3 separate regions of the Zea mays genome follow, and regions 2 and 3 are each linked to region 1. Evidence: chromatin contacts called from public Hi-C data. All regions are on one chromosome and are shown on one strand. Each heading gives the region's core, a stretch centred on a gene start, on an enhancer-like site or on the middle of the called end of the contact. The rest is flanking DNA. Distances are from core to core; before and after follow the strand shown.

Region 1 (3,777 bases), core at 306-2,805:
TTGGTCACACCTTTACTTGTCGTGGGTTGCTGGGCGCTATCTCTTATTATCCTTCAGTTTTATAATATATACTTGTTCGTACACCGACTATGCTCTTTGTGCATGGCACCATCGATCATGCATGGTGCGCGTGGATCGGGTCGCATGATCTCATCCATCTGCATCATGCATCTTCAGTTCAGAGTTCCGTATTCTCCAGAACAAGATTATGCATTAGAATTCAGACAGAGAAATAATGCCTCTCTCAGTTGTTGTGGCATTAATGATCTCTCGTCTTGCACTACGCTGACCACCAGCAGCGCAACCAAACTTGTTACCGCCGTTACTTAAGTGTGAATCACTACCGTTACTATTCACGTTACATTTGATGAACCAAACAACACTCTAGTGTTTAGAGCGCGACATTAAGCTCCACACTCATGCATGCTATGTGGTTTTCTCCCCCTTGCATTTTGGTGTGTTCATGTCTTCGGTTCTTTTTTTATGAAGCATAGCATAGACATAATATTCACAAATATAAGTGCAACCAATGCAAGCAAATCTTGTGTTTGATTCTATTGTCTCCAAGATGCTATCCGGCTATCCATGGATCATCGACAATTCGTTTGTTTTTTTATTAAAGGGAATGACTTGGAGAGGAATATGGCACAATTTCATCCAAATATGTGCATATTTTAAACAATAATGATTTCCAAATTAACATAGAGTAAGTACTAAGGTGTGGTTTGGTTCACATATTTATAACGTGGTGGGTAACTGATAACGTTAGATCATATTTATTTAGATCCTACCATTATCAGATACTATACTAGAAATTAATACTAGCCTATTCAAACTTGCTACCACTGATAATCGAACATGAATCATTACCATTGTCATTTACTTTATATTTGGTGAACCAAACGACACCTAAGTGCATCCTCAGTCTCCTATTTTATGTAAGATGCATATGCATTTCAAGGTTATTATATATACACTTTCGAAATCTTTGAGCAGCAATGATATAAAGGCCCCTTTTTAAAAAAGGAAAAGTAGAGGAATTTTGGAGGATTAGAATCATATAGGAAATTTTCCTATATAGCCCTTTGGAATAAAGGATTGAGTTCCTATAAAATTCTTATAGGATTGCTCATTGTAGTAAGATTTTGGAGGATTTCTAACAAGAGGTCCAACCTCTTGAAAACTTTCCTTTGTGTCTATCTCTCTCCTCTAATTCTTGTGTTCTTTATATGCTACATCCAAGCACTCTAATTGATGTTTTCCTGTATTTTTAATTCTTGTAGAATTGTAGTTGTCATACAGCTCTATTTCTACGTTCTAAAGTGGGCCTAAAGGAAGTTACTTGCTGTTATTCTACGTATTAGGTAGGGAGGCCCAGCCAACGATCTAAAGGAAGGGCGGATCCCGTGGGCCAAATCGTAGCATCAACTAATTTGATCGACCAATTCGGCCCGTAGGCTTTCTTTACGTTCAGATCCCGGGTTGCCCGGCTGCCCCCCCACATCAAAGACCAAACCGAAGCTGGCAAATGTACCAATCCTCCTCCTCCGATCACTGTTCTCCTTCCTCCTCTCCGCTCCGTTGCCGACGGCCCTGCGCCCCCGCCCCGGCTCCCCGCCGTGCCCTGCGCCTCCGCCGCGCCCTTACCTCCACACCTCAAATCTGGTGCCTTACTACTATTTATGTGGTGTTTCTACGATCCTTGTAGTTATGAAAGCTGCCTTTTGCTACTATTTTTTTTCCGCATAAGATCTGCTCCCATGTTCCTAGCTACCAGGAAATTAGTACATGGTTGGAACAAACAGCTTGGTCTGTTCTTCTACTGCATTTATTGTTACAAGTTTTACCTAACATTGCAGCATTATCTAATTTCCTGTTTTCTTTGCCTACAGCTTTGTAGCATAAGCTCGCTGCTTGTTAGGGTCGATGGCAGAGAGGGAGCATCGAACAGTATTTGTCACGGTGGGGACCACGTGCTTTGATGCCCTTGTCATGGCCGTAGATTCTCCGGAAGTGAAGAAGGCTTTACTGCAAAAAGGTTACAGTAATCTTCTCATTCAAATGGGCCGAGGAACATATGTTCCATCCAAGGTCAGTACGCTTGTACCTCTGTAGTAAACTAACAACTATTTAATTCCTGTCTACTAGTTTGCATTATGACAATCTGTACTCTTTCTTATAGGGATGTTCGTAACTGGTGATTTAAGTCATCCTAAATGAAAAGGCAAACTGAAAGCACAACATATATGTTTTTTTTGGCAAATGGATGTCATGCAAATTTATTTGCGCAAATTTACTCTTCCTGTCCAACTTGTTTCACCAGCTGCTTACTTTAATCGTGTTAACCATGCTTTCCCTTTTTAAATATTCATGTGGTACCTTAGTCCCCTGTTTCTAATTTTACAGTGAAGTTAATACTTAATAGTATTTATCTATTTGGGACTACAGGTCTCAGGAGATGCTACCCTTCAAGTTGACCATTTCACATTTTCACCAAGCATCGCTGACAATATGAGAACAGCTTCCTTAGTTATCAGCCATGCAGGTACGTATAGTGTTTCCAAATGGCGGAAAACATTGGAATATGTTCCATGGTGTTATATATTTTCCTGGCCAAATCTTGAAATTGCCAGCTTGAACTAAATGCGTCGGAGAATTCTTTTTCCAGTAATTGTATCTATGTTAGACCATAAAATGTGAAACGGCACACTTCCTTTTAGATTGTTCTTCTTTTTCTATTTTGGAATGATGAGATATATACCAGTTTATCGCATTCTTTGTAATCTTAGCTACTTTCACGCTGTCTCTGTCTCACTTCCTTATTCATCTGATCTGATGAAGTGACTGAGATTTGAGAACCTTTCATCCTTAGAGGGTGTTTGGTTTCTTTAGTCACACTCCTAAACTTTAGTCCCTAGAAATCATATCATATTTGGAAGACCTATTTTAGTTACCCCATTTGGTATTTTAGGAACTAAAAGTGACTAAAAGTTTAGGAGGTGGGAACTAAACATCCTCTTAATAGATGCAAGAGAACCAGTAAATGATTAAGGGGTTTAGTCCCTAAACTACCAAACAGTGTGACTTAAATAAGGCCTCTCAAATAGAAATTTTAGGAGGGTAACTAAAAAAACCAAACACCCCCTAAGGACTAGAACCTCTGGTGTTAAGAACCATGTCTCTGTTGTCATGAAAGATCGCTAGGTTACCCTAGAATCCAGGACAGTACAAGGAATGTAAAAGGTGGGTTTGTTAATTGCAACTAGAATATAACTTAACCTTTCTGAGCTGATTTGGTGACCAGGGAATTGAAAGGATCCATGGTTTTGAATGGGAATAGGATTCCTCCCCCATGGTTTCTCTCCAATTCACTGATTGCTCAGAATCCGCTCCATCTTTTGCTACTATCAATTTGTTTTTTCCATTTCTGTATCATTGAATACTCTGCATAAGGACTATTCTGCAGCAGTGAATCAAAACTTCCAGGCAGCATGAGTTTTTTTGTTTCAGGTTCGTGATGCTCAAAATGATCAGCAAGCTTTAAAGCCAGACCGACCTTGCGATCGACAAAGTCTTTTGTTTGAAATATCTTGTGTGTCTATTCTATTTATTGTTTTGTTTCTCAAGGTTTGGCACTGGCAGGTTCAGGAAGCATATTTGAGACGCTGCGGCTGGGCAAACCGCTTATCGTCGTTGTAAACGAGGATCTGATGGACAATCACCAGAGCGAACTAGCAGAAGAATTGGCTGAAAGGAAGCACCTCTTCTGCGCACGCC
Region 2 (4,140 bases), core at 1,469-3,968, 270 kb after region 1:
CCCCAACCAACCCACCATTCATAGCATCCAAGTTTTCCACTTCTCAACCACTTACAAGAGCTAGGCATTCAATTCTAGACACACCAAAGAGATCAAATCCTCTCCAATTCCACTCAAGGCTTTAGCGACTAGCGAGAGAGATTTGTCGTGTTCTTTTGAGCTCTTGCGCTTGGATTGCTTCTTTTCTTTCTCACTTGTTCTTGTGATCAAAGTTCCATTGTAATCAAGGCAAGAGGCACCAATTGTGTGGTGGCCCTTGCGGGGAAGTTTTGTTCCCGGCTTTGATTTGAGAAGAGAAGCTCACTCGGTCGGAAGGACCGTTTGAGAGAGGGAAAGGGTTGAAAAAGACCCGGCCATTGTGGCCTCCTCAACGGGGAGTAGGTTTGCGAGAACCGAACCTCGGTAAAACAAATCCGCGTGTCACACTCTCATTTGCTTGCGATTTGTTTTGCGCCCTCTCTCGCGGACTTGTTTTTATTTCTAACGCTAACCCGGCTTGTAGTTGTGTTTACATTTGTAAATTTCAGTTTCGCCCTATTCACCCCCCCTCTAGGCGACTATCAAAGAGGATTCCTCCTTGTGCTTGTGGGCGGACTCCCTTGAGTGTGTTCTCCCCGAGCTTGCGGACTTGTCGTCGGTCCCGATCTCCCTCTTGGCGGATGCTCTCGACATCACTTCGAGTGGTTAGGCTCTAATGAAGCACCGGGCTCCGATACCATTTGAAAGTCGCCTAGAGGGGGGTGAATAGGGCGAATCTAAAATTTACAAACTTTAAGCACAACTACAAGCCGGGGTTAGCGTTAGAAATATAAACGAGTCCGAAAGAGAGGGCGAAAACAAATCACAATCAAATAAGGCGAATTACACGGTGATTTGTTTTACCGAGGTTCGGTTCTTGCAAACCTACTCTCCGTTGAGGTGGTCACAAAGACCGGATCTCTTTCAACCCTTTCCCTCTCTCAAACGGTCACTTAGACCGAGTGAGCTTCTCTTCTCAATCAAACGAGATACTAAGTCCCCACAAGGACCACCACACAATTGGTGTCTCTTGCCTTGGTTACAATTGAGTTGGAATCAAGAAAGAAGGAAGAAGAAAAGCAATCCAAGCGCAAGAGCTCAAATGAACACAAGTATCTCTCTCTCACTAGTCACTATTTGATTGGAATGATCTTTGGACTTGGGAGAGGATTTGATCTCTTGTTTGTGTCTTGTATTGAATGCTATAGCTCTTGTATGAGGTGTGAAGGGTGAAAACTTGGATGCAATGAATGGTGGGTGGTTGGGGGTATTTATAGCCCCAACCACCAAACTAGTCGTTTGGTGGAGCCTGCTGTGGCATGGCGCACCGGACAGTCTGGTGCGCCACCGGACACTGTCCGGTGCGCTAGCCATGTCACCCGACCGTTAGGGTTCGACCGTTGGAGCTTCTGTCTTCTGGGCCACCGGACAGGTCCTGTAGACTGTCCGATGCGCCGTCTGGCGCGTGCTCTGACTTCTGCGCGCGCTGCCGCACGCTGTAGCGCATTTAATGTCTTCTGCAGACGACCGTTGGCGCGAAGTAGCTGTTGCTCCGCTGGCACACCGGACAGTCTGGTGCTACACCGGATAGTTCGGTGAATTATAGCGGAGCGGCTCCTAGAATTCCCGAAGGTGAGCAGTTCGGAGTTGAGTTCCCTGGTGCACCGGACACTGTTCGGTGGCACACCGGACATTCCAGTGCGCCAGACCAGGGCACACTTCGGTTGTCTTTTGCTCTCTTTGTTTGAACTCTTTCTTGGTCTTTTTATTGGTTTATTGTGAACCTTTGGCACCTGTAAAACTTATAGTCTAGAGCAAACTAGTTAGTTGAATTATTTGTGTTGGACAATTCAACCACCAAAATCAATTAGGAAAAGGTGTAAGCCTATTTCCCTTTCACAATGTATGAAAATGTGTTTGCAAGACTTGCATCTTTGATAAAGGTTGGAAAGTTGAAGGTTGTTGAGATTATATGATTGAATCAGGAATTGACAAGAAACTTCTTGTGCTTCTAGGCAATGGTTCTGAGATCTCATAGCACCACGCGATTACCATGCTAAAAGCATTCAGTGAACTTGGTGCTCCACTTCAAGGGTGTATGGGGCATATAGTGTTGCTTTATTTGCCTTGGCATGCTCGGATCATTTTGGAAAGATTTGTTTTATTTGACAGAAATGTATTGTAACCAGCAAAGCCCCAACAATTATTTGAGGTGATTCTTCATAATATCCTTCAGAGAGACAACAAAAATATTATTGAAACCATCCAATGTTTATTATCTCTTGCTGAAAGGACAAATGATACAAGAGTACAAGACCTACTTTTGGGAGCCTTATATTTGCGTTTTATGTAAAAAAATAAAGTGAAATTATGTATAAATGAGTATTCGAACTTTGTTGTTGGCTCCACGTTCACACTCACCTAATCAATAAAAAACATATATTTTGTGTTTTATTAAAACAAAATTTATTCTATGTCATATATAAAAATCGTAGCAATGAACATGACTAGTAGACTTTTATTCATCGGATAAATTTCAAAGTGTTATTCTATGCATGGTCTCATACTTAGTTTCATAGACTTTTATTCATTTGATAAAGACGCAATTATTGAATAAATCTTGAAGCTATGTCTCTTTCGCGTAATCGGGCTATAAATTGTATACTCCACGCCATTTTTTCCAGATCAAAAAAAGCTACAGCCACGGCCAAAGCAGAGCAGGAGCAGGCCGCGCGGAACGAGGGAAGCAGCAGGCCGCTAGACTAGGGAGCGGTCGCCGGCCTCGGCGGCGGAGGGATGGGGCGTGGGGGTGCGGTGATGGAGGACGGCGACAGGGAGGAGGGAAGCTATCCGACGCTGCTGCAGCGGTGGTCCTCGTCGGTGTGGGCCGTCAGCGGCAGCGGGCGCCTGCTGTGGGCGGGCAACGAGGCGTGGCGGGCGCACGTCGGGATGGCCCTCGTCCAGGTCGCCTACGGCGGCTACCACGTCCTCACCAAGTCCGTCCTCAACGTCGGCATGAACCAGATCGTCTTCTGCGTCTACCGCGACCTCGTCGCGCTCGCGCTCCTCGCGCCCATCGCCTTCTTTCGCGAGAGGTCTCCCCGCACGTCCTCCTCATCCAATCCCTTTCCGCTTCGCGCACCACACACCACCGAATTTCACTTCAATCTCCTTTGCTTGCCCAGCAGCAACCTGCTGGGGGAGGAGGGGGGGAAGGCATCTCTTTAGCTTCTTCCCTACTAGTACTAGTGCAGTGTATCTCTCTCACTCACCCATCCCAGGGGATTCCGATTCGTCCCGTAAATTCGGAATCCATTCCGTCCTTGCAGAAACGTGCGGCGCCCGGTGACTCCTCGCCTCCTCGCGTCCTTCGCTCTCCTCGGATTCACTGGGTGATTTTTCCAGCCATCTTTCACTTTTTTTTTTGGTTCCTAATCTTTCACTGTGTAAATCTACATATAGTTTCCATCACCACTAACCCTTGCTGGAGGAACTAATGAAACGGCTTTCTCCTCCTACCTTGCCTGCCGCAGGATCTTCGGGAACCAGCTCCTCTTCCTCCTGGGCCTCGGCTTCACCAACGCCTCCTACGCCGCGGCGTTCCAGCCGGCCATACCGGTGTTCACGTTCCTCCTGGCCGCAATCGTCGGGTAACACTCGGAACCTTCCTTCTCTCGTCTGACAGCCCGAGTCCTTCCTGACATGGACCGACGCCGCCGCCGCCGCAATAAATTCCACACATTTTCCCATCCAATTCCAGCGTCGAGGTGATCAACATCTTCACGAAACACGGGGTCGTCAAAGTCCTCGGCACAGCCGTGTGCGTCTCTGGCGCCGTCCTGATGGTCTTCTACCGAGGCCCATCTCTGATCGGGACCGGAGGCGCGGCCGATGCAACTGCCCTGTCAGTGGTTATTGACCACAGCCATGCCTATAACTATGCTCCTCAGTGGCTGGCCGCGGCCATGCTCCGGAACGGCGTGGAGGCATGGCATCTCGGCGTCGTCTGCCTCATCGGAAACTGCTTCCTGATGGGCGCTTACCTCGTCATCCAGGTGACGCAGACTTGGTGACGCAGACTTGGCAGCACTGGGGTTGGATATATATTTATTGAAATTTCCT
Region 3 (4,083 bases), core at 1,361-3,860, 450 kb after region 1:
CGGCATAACCAACCAAGTCAAACAACTGTTTGGATGATTCTCTACTTGTTCGGCAAATAGTTTACAAATTTCTCGAGCGTTCTCAGCATTCCAATTAATTTCAGTCATCTATAACAGCTTACGAGAAAGAAAATAAAGGGATCATATATATAGAAATTTAAAGTTGCAGTTAGGCACAACACAGGTTGCTGACTAAATTTAATGCAGTGCAGTGCTTATTACTATTTTTGAGGTGGACTGTCACCTGGAACTGGACATAGAGGTAAGCCAAAATACTCGGGATACTATGCAGACCACGCCTTTTTGTTCTATAAAAAAATAATTCAGTTTATTCCTATTACTACAAAAAATAATCCAGTTTGTTCTAAATAGCAGTAAGCATGATGTGGATGTACCAATTAATTCTTCATTAATCCAATGCAGACCACATCATTTTTAGCACTATAATTAATTCAACATCTTGCAGAACACGACTTCCAGAAACAAATGAAGAGAACAGAACCTAATCCAATCCAACCGCACATCCACCCATAATCCAATTACACAGCAATCCAATCCAATCCATTACCCAATTACACAGCCACCCATTACCCATAATCTAGTCAAATCTGATCGATTGATCCAGCGCACACATGAACCCAATGAGAAGAATGAAGGGAAGCATCAGGTACCTTGCTGCCAGGAATGCCGTCAGGGAGAATAGCAGATGGGGTTGCAGACGAGGGTGCCTCTCGGTCGTCGATGTTCCGCGCGGCCGCTCGCCCTTCTCTATCTTCCGCCGCCAACAACCGCGAGATGGTGAGCGAAGCTCCCAACAACCGCGGACGTGAGGCGCTCGCCCGAATCATCCCGGATATCGCTCCCGTCTCTCTGCCTCGCATGAACTTGTGTATCTGGATCAGGGCGGTTGAGGGAGAGAGAAGGGGGAGATAGAGGCGTGAGCATGAGCGCGCTCGTCGGCGTTCCCGTATCCACCATGCGCGCTCGTCGGCGTTCCCGTATCCACCATGCGCGCTCGGGTAACCAGATCGGGGCGGTTGAGGGAGAGGGGTGAGAGAGATGGTGGCGTGGGGAGGAGAGCGCTAGGAAGGGTTTCAGACGATGGATGGGAGTGCCGTCGGTGGAGTATGGGCCGCCCCAAACCGGCTGGAGTATGGGCCGCACCAAAAATTCAGCCCAGAACGCCTGCACTATTGTTGTATTGTCTTGCAAAAAAACTTAGTACCATACTGTCTAGTAAAGGAGACATAGAGCAGCTTATAAGCGTTGGCTCGGACTCAACAATAAGAACTCTAATGTTGAACTATATTGTGTTTGATAGCTGAATGGTCAGTTTAAATAAACTCGTGCGGACGTGAAATTTTTTGCTGGATAATGACCCACATGCAGGAGGCGAGGCGTGTAGATGGCAGAACCAGGGCAGGGCAGAACACATCCGTGGCAGAACATGTCAGAGGCAGACTACTATTGCTTACTTAATAAGTAGTAGAGATTCCTCAGCAGAAAACATCTTTTATAGGAGTATTTATGAACTGTTATAATGAAATAATAGATGGTTCTTCAAAATTTCAAAATATAAAGAAGAAACTTTACTCTAAGGACTGATCTAATTACCAAGAAATCGGAGAGGGTCTATGAGAAGGAATTCTTTTATTATTTAAAATTTAATAGCAGATAATTACTTCTCTATGCATCATATCTAATTTTTTGGTTACCTCGTCCATGATGTAGCAAGAGTGAAGAAGAGACTTCCGTTATCTTACACGTGAAAGTACGGGATAGCTTTACAACAATTTTTTTACTCAGGCCGTGATCTCTACTTGATTAAAAAGTGGCGTCAAATTGAAAAGGTTAGATACCGTTTAGTCTGAGGAATTAAAGATTAGTCTCCTTATTTTAGTTTTATTTAGTCTTTAAATTATTAAATGATGAGATTAAAACAGGGACTAAACTGTTTTAGTCTCTAGTCCCTCATTGAATGACTAAAAAGGATTAAATCTTATTAATTTTACCTTTTACCTATCATTTATTTCGGTTACACTAATTGCCGTATAATGCTAAGAGAAATTTTGGTTTTCTTATGTTTATCAAACAAGGTAAAGAATAAACTTTAGTTCCTAGACAAAGAAACCAAACAGTCCCTTAGTTCAATTAAAAATACAGAAATCCACGAAATGCTGCAATTATATCCCCGTTGTAGCTATCCAATTTCTGCGATTACATTTTCTAAATATAGACTAGTTTGGCTAACTGGAGTGTGGCTAACTGCCTACGGCTATGTTTGGCGTCCAGCTCGCTACCTCCATCCAGCTTCTCGCACTCGAACAGATACGGCACGTTGTCCTCTGCGTTCTCTTTGGTATCATTCATCTCGATGATATGGATCATCTTCTCACAGATCGACGATCGAACTGGTCCTTCCGACACGTCATATTCCGAGCCTAGCCCAAGAAGCCCGATGCATTCGTCTTGGAACTCTTCATTGGTGGACGACCAGATTAGCCCAGCGATTGATTCTGCAAGGTCAGGAACATATTCACGCGATCAGGGCGATCAGATATCTGATCATCCGATTAGTCGGCGATTAATCGCGCCTAATCGTCCGATTAGGAACTATCAGCCTGGTTGGCTGGATTGAAATTTCGGCCCAGTGGCCCACTTCACTTACCCAGCGGCCCAGTCCAGGTTCCTTTTTCCCAATTCCCACCACGTGAGCAGAAGCAGCACAACCAAGAGCCAACAGAGCAACGCCCAGGCACAAACGACACGAACCAGGCAACCAGCTGCCGAGGGAGGAACCCTAGCGGAACAGGTGACGGCGGCGCGCTACCGGTGACGGGGGATACGGCGGCATCGTCCCCCTCGGCCCCTCCTCCATCCCCGGCGCGGCGGCGCCAGCAGCCGGCCTGCAGGTACGGTCTCCAGAATCCAGATTCAGAGCTTAGCTTGTCCCTGTTTTCTGGTGTGCTCTGTTGTACCGTAGCATGTAGTTATGGGCGTATGGCTGTTGGCCTGTTGCTGCCCATGTCCATGTTTGTTGGTTTTCAGTTTTACTTAGATGCTGAAAGCCTGAAACCTTCCAGTGATTATTTGCTTCATGTTGTAGTATGGCTGTTGGCCTGTTGCTGCCCATGTCCATGGGCGTATCACGTATGGCTGTTTGCCTTGTTGAAAGCCTGAACCTGAAGCCTACATAAAAAAAAGCACTGTCAATTCTACTGGATTAGTTTTTTTAGCGGAAAAGCATGTGAGTCAAAGATGCAACAACTAAAGGCTGAAGGGATTAAGGATAGGTAAAATCTGAGATCACATTAGAGTAGACAATGAGACATTGAACCTGCAAAGGAGCATTGAAAATTAAAGTGTGTGAAATACTACACTTCGGACTTAAGGAAAGATAACAGTTCAGTTATACTTACTGCTGCTTTTATCACTTGTATCTGCATAGATTAAGAGAAAAAAAAATCAACTCAGTCAATATTGGAGCCAACAACACAAAAAGGACATACTTAATTGTGCAAAATTGACACTTAATTCTACTGTATTTGCCAATAAATTCTACAGATCTCTACCATAAGATCATTATTAGGATTCTAATACTGATATGTTGAGAAATCATATGTTGATATAATTCTCATTGATTCCATGTGTCTGGAGACAGTTGCTCATTGATTAAACATTAAAGATTAAAAAGGTTAAAACTAAATTAGTTCATATAAAGCATTGTTCCTGGGTAGATGGAATGAAGGATAAGATATGTACAAACAGTTATAACTAGGATTTAACATGGGTTTAAAAACATATTGCGTGGCATATCTATTTGGAAGCTAAAGGGAGAGAACACTCATGGTGCCAGTTTATCTTGATGGTATCATCACTCATTTTAATCAACTTAAAATTCTCTAGATTCACCAATTATTTTTGGAGTGCCAATTTAGACACAATAAGGACCAGTACCTTTTCTTCTAGGTGAAAGATGATGGTAACAGATTATTTCGCAGTGGAAAATTAACATCTCGTAATTTTAAAACAAGCATCAAACTAATTTCCCTTTTTCAGTCAAATGTTAACAGATGATTTTGT

The links. Hi-C and Micro-C count contacts between places; a contact is called where the count stands out from the background.
Region 2: a contact with region 1 is called in a Hi-C map of tassel, with 4 times the contacts expected there. The contact joins the promoter of LOC100280685 here to the promoter of LOC100217271 in region 1. A contact is called at or near these places in 4 of 25 Hi-C or Micro-C datasets (bundle sheath, ear, leaf and 1 more).
Region 3: a contact with region 1 is called in a Hi-C map of bundle sheath, with 2.1 times the contacts expected there. The contact joins the promoter of LOC103629579 here to the promoter of LOC100217271 in region 1. A contact is called at or near these places in 4 of 25 Hi-C or Micro-C datasets (bundle sheath, ear, leaf and 1 more).

Annotation. Positions count from the first base shown.
Region 1 is chr6:94,927,595-94,931,371 of Zm-B73-REFERENCE-NAM-5.0, forward strand. LOC100217271 (UDP-N-acetylglucosamine transferase subunit alg13) reads left to right here and starts at 1,556. Exons shown (of 4, transcript NM_001143623.2): 1 at 1,556-1,665; 2 at 1,893-2,091; 3 at 2,449-2,545; 4 at 3,643-3,777. The coding sequence starts at 1,927.
Region 2 is chr6:95,201,301-95,205,440 of Zm-B73-REFERENCE-NAM-5.0, forward strand. LOC100280685 reads left to right here and starts at 2,719. Exons shown (of 8, transcript NM_001153604.2): 1 at 2,719-3,113; 2 at 3,348-3,410; 3 at 3,552-3,668; 4 at 3,779-4,073. The coding sequence starts at 2,815. It also overlaps the pseudogene LOC103631194.
Region 3 is chr6:95,371,697-95,375,779 of Zm-B73-REFERENCE-NAM-5.0, forward strand. It overlaps LOC103629579, which reads left to right and starts at 2,611. Exons shown (of 4, transcript XM_008650656.2): 1 at 2,611-2,912. It overlaps LOC103629577 (a long non-coding RNA gene), which reads right to left and starts at 1,028. Exons shown (of 4, transcript XR_002748633.1): 1 at 672-1,028.